Linked DNA regions of Hordeum vulgare: region 1 is linked to region 2. Evidence: chromatin contacts called from public Hi-C data. All regions are on one chromosome and are shown on one strand. Each heading gives the region's core, a stretch centred on a gene start, on an enhancer-like site or on the middle of the called end of the contact. The rest is flanking DNA. Distances are from core to core; before and after follow the strand shown. Region 1 has its middle 98 kb from the start of LOC123428881. Region 2 holds the start of LOC123428881 (protein ACTIVITY OF BC1 COMPLEX KINASE 3, chloroplastic).

What was found. Hi-C and Micro-C count contacts between places; a contact is called where the count stands out from the background.
Region 1: a Hi-C map of seedling shows a contact between it and region 2, with 3 times the contacts expected there. The contact joins the enhancer-like site here to the promoter of LOC123428881 in region 2. A contact is called at or near these places in 2 of 6 Hi-C or Micro-C datasets (leaf and seedling).

What each region holds. Positions count from the first base shown.
Region 1 is chr1H:212,529,907-212,536,727 of MorexV3_pseudomolecules_assembly, reverse strand. No RefSeq gene overlaps it. Among protein-coding and RNA genes, the nearest start is that of LOC123428881, 98 kb to the right of the region's middle. Within about 2 kb of position 1,742, at least 3 of the 3 cell types and tissues checked have open chromatin away from gene starts, as enhancers often do. A contact at or near this core is called in leaf and seedling, where this site is marked.
Region 2 is chr1H:212,433,729-212,440,620 of MorexV3_pseudomolecules_assembly, reverse strand. LOC123428881 (protein ACTIVITY OF BC1 COMPLEX KINASE 3, chloroplastic) reads left to right here and starts at 5,128. Exons shown (of 7, transcript XM_045112993.1): 1 at 5,128-5,597; 2 at 5,711-5,944. The coding sequence starts at 5,286.

The sequences.
Region 1 (6,821 bases), core at 493-2,992, 99 kb before region 2:
ACTACTCGATGTCGTGCCCCGACAAGAAGCCTGACGCACTGCACCCCAATGCGCCAAATCAAGGACAAAGTCGTGGAGCGCCACCCACAAACCAAGCTCCCCGCAACCATACCAACAATGGCAAAGCTCATGTGAACCACGTCATCGCAAGAAGACCCGAACGTTATACTTGGTACGTTCCTTGTCAACTCAACCCCGACAATAGTTCTGTTTGATTGTGGTGCTTCACATCCTTTTGTTACCCAAAAGTTTACGCTAGACAGTGGTATGAATCCTACACCTTTGGGTAGTCACATGATGGTATAAACCCCGTGTAATAGCCCCAATGCAATACCTTCCCCCTTTTGTATATTTTCCTTGTATGGCAACCTGTTATGTTTTCTCAGAGGTGGAATATGATTGATCTTGCCTTCATTATCTCTTGCATCATGGCATCATGCATAACATCATTCATCTTTGTTTTGTGATGCACCTTGGTGTTTGTAAGTGTGAGTGCAATGTGTGTATGTGACTTGGTGTTTCAAATATAATTGGGTGCAACAAGATCCAACTCAAAACCCTCTTGTTGCAACATAGCACCTAAAACCCTTCTTTCTTTTATTTTGTGGCAGATTTACAAGTTTCTGTTTTGCCTCCATAAAAATGTTCCTTCCCTTTGAAAAATTATATTGTTAAAAGTGGTGTGCACCCCCTCAGGTTTTATTTTATTTCCCTTTTGGTTTAAATTTAAACAGAGCCTTATTTTAAATAAAAGTTATTTATTTTTGCTCTGCTAAAAATGCCCAATGTATTTTTATAAATTGTGGCATATTTTTGGCAAACCAAATGTATTTTTATTTTCCTCAAAACATTTTCCTGTCAGCCCCAGTAATTATTCAAAAGCCCTGCTATTTTTATTTTGCAAAAGTGTTATGCATAGTGGGAGAGTAGTCGGCCCAACTGTTGTTCGATTTTGGCCCACATCCATGCCGGCGACACCTTCCTCCTCGTGTGCGTCAGCACTGTATGAACGCTAGCACCACCACCGATCGCTCTCCTCTCTCAATCAGACGTCCGGGAGCTCAGGGTTCGAGCTATATAGCAGCCCTAGCCTCTCTAAACCCTAGCCTCACCATTTCCCTCCTCCTATCCCACCTAGCGCCGTCAGGGCGTGAGGGCGAGCCCCCGAGCACCACCACCAACGCCATGGATAGGCCCTGCTCAAGCTCATCGCCGGCGTAGGACGCCGTATTCTTCTTCCCCGACTGCACCAAGAGCACGCGGACATCAAGGGTGTCCCGTTCCCGTGAAGATCGGACGCCAGGAACGACTACCTCGACGTCCCCGACGACCGACTATTATTCCACCTCCGGCGACCTCTTCTGCACCACATCATCATCGACACTGCCCGTACCTCTCCAACACGCGAGCCCCTCTTCTCTCCACCCTGGGTGAGCGCGCCTCATCTGCTCTCCCCCTTGCCTCTCTGCGATCCGTCGCCGCGTTAGATCGAAGAGCCGCCGGAGTTGCACCAGTGAGCCGCGTAGCCGTAACCGCTCGCGCGCAGCCGCGTGTATGCATGCATGTTGCATAGGCCACGGAGATGTCGTCTGCTTCGTAGCCGCGTAGCGTAGCGTCGTAACTCTGCGTAACCCTCCGAGCGGATCCCCGCGTAGCCGCCGGCGTGAGTGTGTGTTTGCACCAGTAGTTCGTCGCTGGTGCATCTCTATTAAACAGAGAAGGCACCTCCTTTTGACATATTGTCTTAGGTGGATCCCCTCATTCGGTATATCCACCTGAGTAGCCCAGCTGGTTCCAGCACTAAGCAGTGGCCAAGATGTCACGGGTTCGATACCCGCTTTTCCTTTACTGCATTTTTCCTTTGGTGTGTTAGTGGTGTGGTTTATTTACCTCGTTTGATGCCTCTGTACTGGCAAGTACATGCAGCCTATCCGAGCGACAGCCACAGCGAATGTCGTTAAGGGTTCGAGCTCCTCGCACGCCCTTTTTATTAAGTATATACTCCCTGTTAGCACAGCTAATCGACCCTAGCTCAGTGGTGCTTCCCTCTGTTGTGTACAGAGACGTGGTGGCTTCGACCGCTTCGACCCCCACTACACCCTATTTTAATGTCATGCACTGAGGGGGCCTCGTATCTATGACCATATTAATCTGTGTTGATATTATTTTTGTTTGTATGGTATTTTCTATTTGGAATATATCCAGAATTGGAATATGCCAAATCTGACACCAATTTGACATCTAAGTGATTTAGGATTTAGAGTAGTTTTTCTTTTCTGTTTTGTGGTAGTTGTATACATGCAAGTACTACTCCCTCTTTTAATTTCCTCTCTAGTTGCTCTAGTGTGCCACTAACAAGTGGGCCACAGGGCCCACATGTCATGCACTGAGGGGGCCTCGTGTCTATGACCATATTAATCTGTGTTGATATTATTTTTGTTTGTATGGTATTTTCTATTTGGAATATATCCAAAATTGGAATATGCCAAATCTGACACCGATTTGACATCTAAGTGATTTAGGATTTAGAGTAGTTTTTCTTTTCTGTTTTGTGGTAGTTGTATACATGCAAGTACTACTCCCTCTTTTAATTTCCTCTCTAGTTGCTCTAGTGTGCCACTAACAAGTGGGCCACAGGGCCCACATGTCATGCACTGAGGGGGCCTCGTGTCTATGACCAGTGGGACCCCCCTGTCATATTAATCTGTGTTGATATTGTTTTTGTTTGTGTGGTATTTTCTATTTGGAATATATCCAGAATTGGAATATTGCCAAATCTGGCACCCTAAGTGATTTAGGATTTAGAGTAGTTTTTCTTTTCTGTTTTGTGGTAGTTGTATACATGCAAGTACTGCTCCCTCTTTTAATTTCCTCCGTTAGTTGCTCTAGTGTGCCACTAACAAGTGGGCCACAGGGCCCACATGTCATGCACTGAGGGGGCCCTCGTGTCTATGACCAGTGGGACCCCCCTGTCACATTAATCTATGTTGATATTGTTTTTGTTTGTGTGGTATTTCATATTTCGAATATATCCAGAATTGGAATATGCCAAATCTGGCACCGATTTGACATATAAGTGATTTAGGATTTAGAGTAGATTTTCTTTTCTGTTTTGTGGTAGTTGTATACATGCAAGTACTACTCCCTCTTTTAATTTCCTTCGTTAGTTGTTCTAGTGTGCCACTAACAAGTGGGCCACAGGGCCCACATGTCATGCACTGAGGGGGCCCTCGTGTCTATGACCAGTGGAACCCCCTGTCATATTAATCTGTGTTGATATTGTTTTTGTTTGTGTGGTATTTCCTATTTGGAATATATCCGGAATTGGAAAATGCCAAATCTCGCACTGATTTGACATATAAGTGATTTTGAATTTAGAGTAGTTTTTCTTTTCTGTTTTGTGGTAGTTGTATACATGCAAGTACTACTCCCTCTTTTAATTTCCTCTCTAGTTGCTCTAGTGTGCCACTAACAAGTGGGCCACAGGGCCCACATGTCATGCATTTAGGGGGGCTCGTGTCTATGACCAGTGGGACCCCCTTGTCATATTAATCTGTGTTGATATTGTTTTTGTTTGTGTGGTATTTTCTATTTGGAATATATCCAGAATTGGAATATTGCCAAATCTGGCACCCTAAGTGATTTAGGATTTAGAGTAGTTTTTCTTTTCTGTTTTGTGGTAGTTGTATACATGCAAGTACTGCTCCCTCTTTTAATTTCCTCCGTTAGTTGCTCTAGTGTGCCACTAACAAGTGGGCCACAGGGCCCACATGTCATGCACTGAGGGGGCCCTCGTGTCTATAACCAGTGGGACCCCCTGTCACATTAATCTATGTTGATATTGTTTTTGTTTGTGTGGTATTTCATATTTCGAATATATCCAGAATTGGAATATGCCAAATCTGGCACCGATTTGACATATAAGTGATTTAGGATTTAGAGTAGATTTTCTTTTCTGTTTTGTGGTAGTTGTATACATGCAAGTACTACTCCCTCTTTTAATTTCCTTCGTTAGTTGTTCTAGTGTGCCAATAACAAGTGGGCCACAGGGCCCACATGTCATGCACTGAGGGGGCCCTCGTGTCTATGACCAGTGGAACCCCCTGTCATATTAATCTGTGTTGATATTGTTTTTGTTTGTGTGGTATTTCCTATTTGGAATATATCCGGAATTGGAAAATGCCAAATCTCGCACTGATTTGACATATAAGTGATTTTGGATTTAGAGTAGTTTTTCTTTTCTGTTTTGTGGTAGTTGTATACATGCAAGTACTACTCCCTCTTTTAATTTCCTCCATTAGTTGCTCTAGTGTGCCACTAACAAGTGGGCCAGAGGGACCACATGTCATGCACTAAGGGGGCCCTCGTGTCTATGACCAGTGGGACCCCCCCCCGTCATATTAATCTGTGTTGATATTGTTTTTGTTTGTGTGGTATTTCCTATTGTTTTTGTTCTTTTCTGTTTTGTGGTAGTTGTATACATGCAAGTATAGTGGTGTGATATACGATTTTGGGGTAGAAGAACCCAAGGAATCCAATGGTGGCATTGGATTTCACTTTTGAGAAAGTTTGCAAAATTGCCATTATGTGATGAGGTGGCATTTCGCTAGTTGTGTAGGATTATTTTTGTGCATTTTTTGAAGTTTGCATTACACATACATCATATTGGTTGTTGCATTATCATTTGCTGGTGTTTATTGGATGCTTGTTTCTTTTGGGTAGCAACGTGTGCTGGGAACGAGTTCGAGGTTTCCGTTGAGTACGTTCAGGAGGATAAAGAGCAGTTCCAGTGTGAAGATTTCACGGGCAAGATGATCGTGACCGTGACACTGTTTCTAGCTTTTTTATGCCTAGTTGAATCAGTTCCATCATTATTCACCGCTACCTACCACTTGATTATTAAGCCTCCAAACATTGCCATGAAACCTCTTACCTCCACCTCCTAGCAAATATTGTTTGGCTAAGTTAGCGCCTGCTCTTTTAATTTCCTCCGTTAGTTGCTCTAGTGTGCCACTAACAAGTGGGCCACAAGGCCAACATGTCATGCACTAAGGGGGCCCTCGTGTCTATGACCAGTGGGACCCCCCTGTCATATTAATCTGTGTTGATATTGTTTTTGTTTGTGTGGTATTTCCTATTTGGAATATATCCAGAATTGGAATATGCCAAATCTGGCACCGATTTGACATATAAGTGATTTAGGATTTAGAGTAGTTTTTCTTTTCTGTTTTGTGGTAGTTGTATACATGCAAGTATAGTGGTGTGATATATGATTTTGGGGTAGAAGAACCCTAGGAATCCAATGGTGGCATTGGATTTCACTTTTGAGCAATTTTGCAACATTGCCATTATGTGATGAGGTGGCATTTCGCTAGTTGTGTAGGATTATTTTTGTGCATGCTTTGAAGTTTGCATTACACATACATCATATTGGTTGTTGCATTATCATTTGCTCGTGTTTATTGGATGCTTGTTTCTTTTGGGTAGCAACGTGTGCTGGGAACGAGTTCGAGGTTTCCGTTGAGTACGTTCAGGAGGATAAAGAGAAGTTCTAGTCTGAAGATTTCACAGGCAAGATGATCGTGACCGTGACATTGTTTCTAGCTTTTTTATGCCTAGTTGAATCGGTTCCATCATTATTCACCGCTGCCTACCACTTCATTATTAAGCCTCCAAACATTGCCATGAAACCTCTTACCTCCACCTCCTAGCAAATATTGTTTGGCTAAGTTAGCGCCTTCTCAACCACTTGATAGTTTTGTTAGTTGCGGGTGCAAGCTGGTCCATGTGATAACATGGGAAATTTGATTATCATCTTATTTAATGCTATTTAATTAATGCACCTATATACTTGGTAAAAGGCGGAAGGCCCGGCCTTTTGCTAGGTGATTTGTTCCGCTTTTGCCGCCTTAGTTTTGGCTACTGGTGTTTTATTCCATAAATGAGCTCTCCTAACACGTTCGGGGTTGTTATGGGGACCCCCTTGGTAATTCGTTTTAGTGTAAAGCTTTTCCCGCAAGGCCCAACTTTGGTACTATATTTGCTAACAACTTAATGAAAAGCATAGGGAATAGCTACCCCGAGAAAATTAATCAACATCCCGGGCCAGTGCTCCTCATGAGTGTTGGTCCAAACCGGGCGATGTCCGGCGCCCCCTCGTCGCCCGGGGTTTCAGCCAACCCGATGTCTTCCACATTAGGTCGTGTTGTAACACCCTGTGTTTAGTTTTCCTCACTAGTTAACTTATTTCAAAAATTAGGACCAATTAAATTAATATTTTCTTGTGAATGCTTGTGATGCTTGAAGTGACTATTGTTGCTTGCTTGCTTGTATGCTTGTGTTTGATTCTCAATTTTTTTTGTTACTCTCCACACTCACCTCCTTAGCCCAAAACTCCTGCCTAATGATTATGCCATGTGTTTAGAACCAGGAGCTATTTGTTACCAAATATTATTTTCACCAAAAATCATTTCTTTGAATATTGGCATTGGATTTCACTTTTTAGCAATTTGGCAAAATTGCCATTATGTGATGAGGTGGCATTTCGCTAGTTATGTAGGATTATTTTTGGGCATGCTTTGAAGTTTGCATTACACATACATCATATTGGTTGTTGCATTATCATTTGCTGGTGTTTATTGGATGCTTGTTACTTTTGGGTAGCAACGTGTGCTCCAAACGAGTTCGAGGTTTCCGTTGGGAACGTTCAGGAGGATAAAGAGCAGTTCCAGTGTGAAGATTTCACGGGCAAGATGATCGTGACCGTGACACTGTTTCTAGCTTTTTTTATGCCTAGTTGAATTGGTTACAACATTATTCAC
Region 2 (6,892 bases), core at 3,879-6,378:
ACAAGCATGACATTTGCAATAGACATGTCATTAGTGATTGCACCTTGCCCAACCCAATTACCTGTCCTTTCGACCCTCCACCAAATACAATGCTCATGTATGGTCGAATGGCTTGCATGAAGTCATAGAGCAAGTTACTATCTCCGGTCATATGATTGGTGCATCCACTGTCGATCACCCATTTGGCTCCTCCGGAGAAAACAGCCTGTAACGAATTAAGACTTGGTTTGAGGTACCCATTTCGTCATGGGGCCTTTCACATTAGTTACAAGACTCTTAGGGACCCAAATAGCATAGAATCGGAATGCATTACGGGGACCAACGAATTTAGCATAAACCTCTCCTTCCTTTGATTTGCGTAGTACATAGGATGGAGGCATGAATTCGGTTGTCTTGTTGTGAGTAGGCGAACCCCTAGTGGCCGACCCACTCACAACCTTACCTTTCTCCTTGTGTCCCTCTCGTACAAATATTTCTTTAAGCGGAGTGGTACACTTGAGAGGATATGCACTTTTCTTGGCGGTGCTTGGGTTGAACCGAAGCCCTTCCTTGGCAAGGCCTCCATTGTGTCGACTTAAGATCTCATTGAGAGTCTTTTGTCCTTGTGCACATGTCATGAGACCTCTGTCTAGCTGTGCCTTTAGCGAACATTTTTCCTCAAGGATAGATGTCAGTTCACTACTAGAGTTAGTAGTGCAGGTATCAACATTAATAATAGGTGAGGAGTAGGCCTTAGCTAAAGTGTCAAGATAAGTAACCTTGAGTGCCTCAAAGCTCTTTGTAAGAACAGTGAGTTTCTCTTCCTTGTCTTTGAGAGACAAGGATAGATGCTCACAGTCCTTAGAAAGGGAAGCATGAGAGTTCACTAGTCGGTTTTTATCATTTAGTAACTCTTTGCACACAGATTCAACCTTTTTCAAGGAGGCAAGATCATTAGCATGTTTATCAAGGTTTTCACCTACTTTTGAGCATAATGCATCATTTTGTGCTTCATCATACATGACTTTCTGCTCAAGGATTTCATTTCTTTCCTTCTCCTCAGTGACGAGGGTTTCGAGTTCCTTGATGGTATTGGTGTGCTTACTCACCATTTCCATAAGTATGCGAAACATAATGAGCTTCTTTCCTTTAAGAGAGCACATAAATTTGTTTATTTTAGCAAACATGGGATGATCTAAGTCATTATCCTCATAGTGATCTTCCGCATCAAGATACTCATCAGATGGGGTAGAAGCTAGACTGAAGGAGTTTAACCGTGGAGTTACCTTAACCTTATCATGGGAGCTTTGGTCTTCCTCATCTCCCATGGCTGTCTTTGCCATCAAACACTTGTGAGCGTTGCCCTTGTAGTCCTTCATATAGTTGTAGTGAACAACATCACCACTTTTGTTGACTAGCCTCAAGGTGTTTTGTGTATCCTGAGCTACCCCGGCAACCTCACCAACATCTTCTGGATCTGATTCTTCTTGTGCAACCATTGCTCTTCCATCTGTCCTCTTGAGCTTGGAGTTCATAGGGTTTGGCAACTTCTTCTTTACAAAGGTCTTTGGAAACCTTGGTTTGTCTTCTCTCTTCTCATAAGGGCAGTCATTGGAGAAGTGGTTGGTTTCCTCACAGTTGTAGCATTTCCTTACCTTCTTCTTTGGGAATCTTCCCTTGAATTTTCCTGCACTGAACTTCTTTACAAAGAGAGCAATGTCCTCATAAGATGGGCTTTCATCAGAGTCAACATCATCACCATCTTCGCAGTCATCATCACCCTCTTCTTCTTCACTTTCTTCTTCGTCACATTCATGCTTGGCTTTCAAAGCAAGATTGATCTTTGATGTTGAAGTGCCATGCATGGCAAGGTGCTTTGTTGCATTTGCCTTTGACTCTTCAAATAATTGGAAAGTGGATATGATGTCATCTGGAGTCATTTCTTTGAACCCATGGTGCTGCCTCATGTCCCATACCATTTGATGGTGATACGGAGCAAGAGCATGAAGTAACTTGTCCACGAGGAATCTCTTGGTCAGATTGAAACCATCTCGCGTCTTGTCACAGTCACATGACTCAATGTCTGCGGCGAGAGTCATGAGCCGTTCTAGCAGTTGCTTGGGAGATTCACCCTTTTCCATACAAAAATTCTGTAATTGCCCCTTGGCAATTTCATATTGAGCAAGCCGAAGAGTGGAGGTACCGGTCTTGGTCCTTATAATGCTATCCCACGGTTCCTTGGCACTTGTGATGTGAATGTAAGGTCTCCGTTGCTTGTCATTCATTCCTTTTCTTATGCACATGATCGTAGTATCATTGAGATGCTTGTCATAAGTTTCTCTGGGAGTGAGGCACCTTGGATCTACAGGATTGTACCCATGCTCGAGGATGTCCAACATCTCATCATTGGCGTACATAAGATGATCCTGCATACCAACTCTCCATAAAGCAAAATCGGAATTGTCATCAAGCAAGGAAGGTTTTCCTCCAGGATTGTACTTAGGTTTCTCAATTTGAGATCTAGCATAAAGCCATGGAACACTGGTTTGGTTCCTTTCCGGAGGTTGTTGGCCAAATGAAGAACCGTGCACATGTGGCCGTGAGGCCCTCGGGGACGTGGTTGTCCCCGTGGTTAGTGATGCCAGTCTCATTTGGACCATGGCCTCAATAGAAGCATCATGCTCCTCTTTTTGATTGGCAAGGGCCCGTTCCAGGTCCTTAGAGGTGAAAGACTTTACTTCCGTGGAAGTCCCGTCCCTTTGCACTAGAGCTACCGTAGCTGGAACCCCGTCCATCTCGCTCTAGGGCGGTTAAGCCACAAGAATAGAGCACGAGGATCTGATACCAATTGAAAAGGATCGAGATGGACCTAGAGGGGGGTGAATAGGTACAGTTCCAAATTTTAATAATTACTTAGCAATTTTAGGCAAAAGTGCGGAATATGAGTGTAGGCCTAATAATTGCTACGACAAGGAGTAAGCTATTTAGAGTGAAGTAAGGCAAGCGGTAAACAACAATCAAATACAAGTACGTAATAAGGATTAACACAAGTAGAGAGTTAGGGTTAGGAATAACCGAAACTCCAAGAGAGACAAGGATGTATCCCGATGTTCACTTCCTTGGAGGGAAGCTACGTCACCGTTAGAGGGGCGGATGTTACCACGAAGGCACACCAACGCCACGAAGGCTCACCCTATTCTCCCTTTGAGATAACTCCACGAATGCGTTTCTCAACCACTAGTGGTAAGCCTTGAGGTGGCTTCCAAACCTTCACAAACTTTCCGGGGAAATCACAATGGTTTGATTCCTCTCTGAAGACTCCTACCGCCTAGGAGTCTCCAACCTCCAAGAGTAACAAGATCACGGGGATTGCTCAAAACTTCTTCAGATCACAAATCACCTTGGTGGGAAGGAGGAGAGGGAGACGATCTATCTTTTGATTGGAACAACACTCAAAGGGACTCACAAATGCTCTTGGGATCTAAGATTTGGTGTAGACAAGAGTGAGTGAGAAGAAAGGTGTTCTTGGATGTGTTCTAGCTGTGTTGAACACCCTCTCACCAAGTGGGAGAGGGGTATATATAGTGGGGAGTGTAAAACAGTCGTTGGGGACACTTTAAGTCACACAGGGTCCGGACGTCCGGCGGTTTACAGAAGTCCGGGCGTCCGCAAGGGGTTGGACGTCCGACAAGGGTCGGTCGTCCGAGGGCTATAGATATGACTGGAAACACTGTGAATTGAACAACGACCGGACGTCCGGAGAAGGCCGGAAATCCGAGTTATTTGACTTAACTTCTTCTGGTGGGAGGTTCCGGATTTCCGAAAGGGGACGGACGTCCGGCCCTCGGACGTCCGGAGGGAGCCGGAAATCCGAGTTATAGAGCTCACGTTCTTCTGGTGCAGGGCTCCGGATTTCCGAAGCAGGTCGGTCTTCCGGCCCTCGGATGTCCGGAGGGAGCCGGAAATCCGAGTTATATGACTCAAATTCTTCTGGTGGAGAGCTTCGTATTTCCGAAGCGTGTCGGACGTTCGGCCCTCGGATGTCCGGAGGGAGCCGGAAGTCCGAGGCAATAGACCTGTTTTGAGATAGGAGCAGAGTAGAGAATATGTGGTATTGAGCAGGATAGTGAAGATGTGGTATGAGCAAGTTCATCGCAAAACGTGTGATCCCCTCTTAATAGTGTGGGATCCCTATACTCAATAATAGTAAACTCAAAAGGATAGTCTACATCATCTTTTATCAATCCCGAGCCTTCTTGACATATAAATCCCGATCTTCTCAGACCACCTTTGGCACATAATTCTCAATCTACTAAATTACTTGCCATCCTGAGATACACTCAACAAATAGGATTAGTTTCCTATGTATGTGTTGTCATTAACACCAAAAGTCGATTAGTGGCATAGCATGCACTTTCACCTGTGCCCTGCATGGTGTAAGAGCTTATCCCAGCTAGCCTCTTTTCCATCCTGAGACGACCCTCGGGCGAGGTGGATCAGACGCCAAAACTGCAGGTGGAATATGGCCCAATCCTAACAGAGTAAAGGCTCGTGACGAGGGAGGTTACAAGCTCCTCGGTGAGGAGGTGGCGGGTCAGTCCCTGCGCAGTCGCCGGACAAGATGGCGTAACGACCAGGTGGAACGGAGGCCTCAGATCTATGGGTAAAAAAAACTCGTGCTGGGCGATAGAGGAAAAGCGTCGACTCGTATGGCAATCTCGGTGACGTGTATGGAATGGACATGAGAGATGAAGAGAGTTAATTCACGGAGAGATTATAGGGTGTGGACCAATAAATCAGATAGTTAATATGAGGCTTGATTTAAGGCTAGCTATAGTAAGAGTAACTTAGGTACTAGTATCATGTACTTGAAACTAACAAACATGCTGATGTGGCAGACAATTAAAGAAGAGAGAGAAAATGTTAGAGTAACATAAATAGATACCGTAACATGTTAAATGTTAGTCTACTATGTGTCACGCATGTTAATAAATAAGGTCATCTATTCTCCATCATGACCAGCCTAAGGGCATCTCTGAGCAGTGAGATTAAATACACATAAACTTTTCCCGACGAGTGTGACAGATGGTTTCCCGACGAGACCAGACTTTTGTAGGGAAGTGTTTCCCAAAAAGAAAGTGCCGTGGACGCTACCCGTCTCCTCGCGTTCTCTGTGGCGCAAATCAAACCTCCTCCGTAAGAAGCCAAGCGAGGTGGGACTCTACCGTAATAAACACGCGGTGCTGCCGACGCGCACAAAGCCTGACCTCCCATCTCCGCAGTCCGCACCCCTTCCTCCGGCGGCCATGGCGGCCTCCACGTCAGCGACGGCCGCCGTGTCCTTCTCTCTTCCGTCGTACCCGCGCCGCGGGCTGCGCCGCCTCCGCCGCCGCCCGTCCCTCCGCGCCGCCTCCACTGCGGCGCCCCCGTCCCCCGACCTCTCCATCCAGCTCTCTCCCCGCCCTTCCCCGCGCTCCTCGCCTCCCGTAGTACCCTCCCTCGCCCGCGACCGGGCAGATGACCTGCAGGCCGAGTCCCGCGCCATGACCCGAGCCGCTGCCGCCACCGTCTACACCCCCGAGCTACTCGCCTCCCGCTACGGCTCCCAACCTTTCCAGGCAAACCCTGGACTCAATCTCCAAGCATTCTTTAACCTCGATCTAGCTAAGGGTAGCATCCGAGGCTCTCAGAATCTGACATACATGGTGTGGATTGCCTGCTGTGTAATTAGGTGGCGCTGAGAGCGGCGGAGGTGCTCTCGAAGCTGGGGGCATTCGGGCTAACGCTGCTGCTCGACCAGCAGAGGGGGGAGTCGTCCTCATCAGCGAAGAGGCGTGCCAGGGCGGTCGAGCTGCGAACCATACTGACAAGGCTTGGCCCGACGTTCGTCAAGATTGGACAGGGGTTGTCCACGCGGCCTGATCTCTGCCCGACTGAGTATCTTGAGGAGCTCTCCGAGCTGCAGGTGGACCTTCTTTCTTGCCAGTGCTTAGTGCTCATGATACGAAATTATTGTTGTGAAAATACTGAATAATTCTTGCTTTCTCCGGTCAGATATGGTTAATCCCTGTGTACGTTCTTTTAAGATAGAAATGTTTGATAGAATACTTTGGATCGGATCGGTTTGATCTTCTGCTAGTAGAGAGTAGAAGATGGGAGTTATACCTACTCCTTGGCTCGAGGACCCCGAACCTGACGCCATCGCAGAGGGGCGACGGTGATGACGGCAGAGAGAGAGGTGGTGGCGTCGGTTGTCAGGCTCAGCACAAGTGCAGAAACAGAGTCCAGTTAAGTTCAGTTATCCAACGGTGCAGACCCTCTCCTCGCGTACCGCTTCGTCGAGAGCCGTAGGATATTTACTGTAGTAAGTCCATTGTCGGGCTGTAGCATTTCTTACCCCTTTTCGGTAAAACCTTTGAGCCTATTAATAGCTGCCGGGATGTGGCTAGCTGGACATGAATTGATCTTCTTCCTTGTCTGAGAACAAGCATATACTGGGAATATACGTTAGCTCGGGAGAACTTTCCCCTTTCCTTCCTAAATACATCTCTATAGTTCATCAGGTCATGACATAATTGGTATCAAATGCAGGCGATCCTCAGCCACAAGGTGATGGAGTGACATAATTCGTTCCCCGATCCACGAGTCCCACCCCTTTCCCACCCTTTTCCCACCCCATAGTGGACGATCGGCATAGTTATGGCGGCGTTGGCGGCGGTGTTCGAGTCCTGTTAGTTTTCTGGTGGCGCTGGTGGCGGTGTTTTGTTCGGGCATAGATCAGTCGAGCAGGAGTGGTTGATCGAACAAATTGTTTGATCGGTAAAATTCCAGGTCCTTGCGCTGATTTGTATGCTTTTGGAGGCGTGGATCTAGGCGGCGGCAGGATCTGAGTTGTCTGGAAGGGTTGCTGATT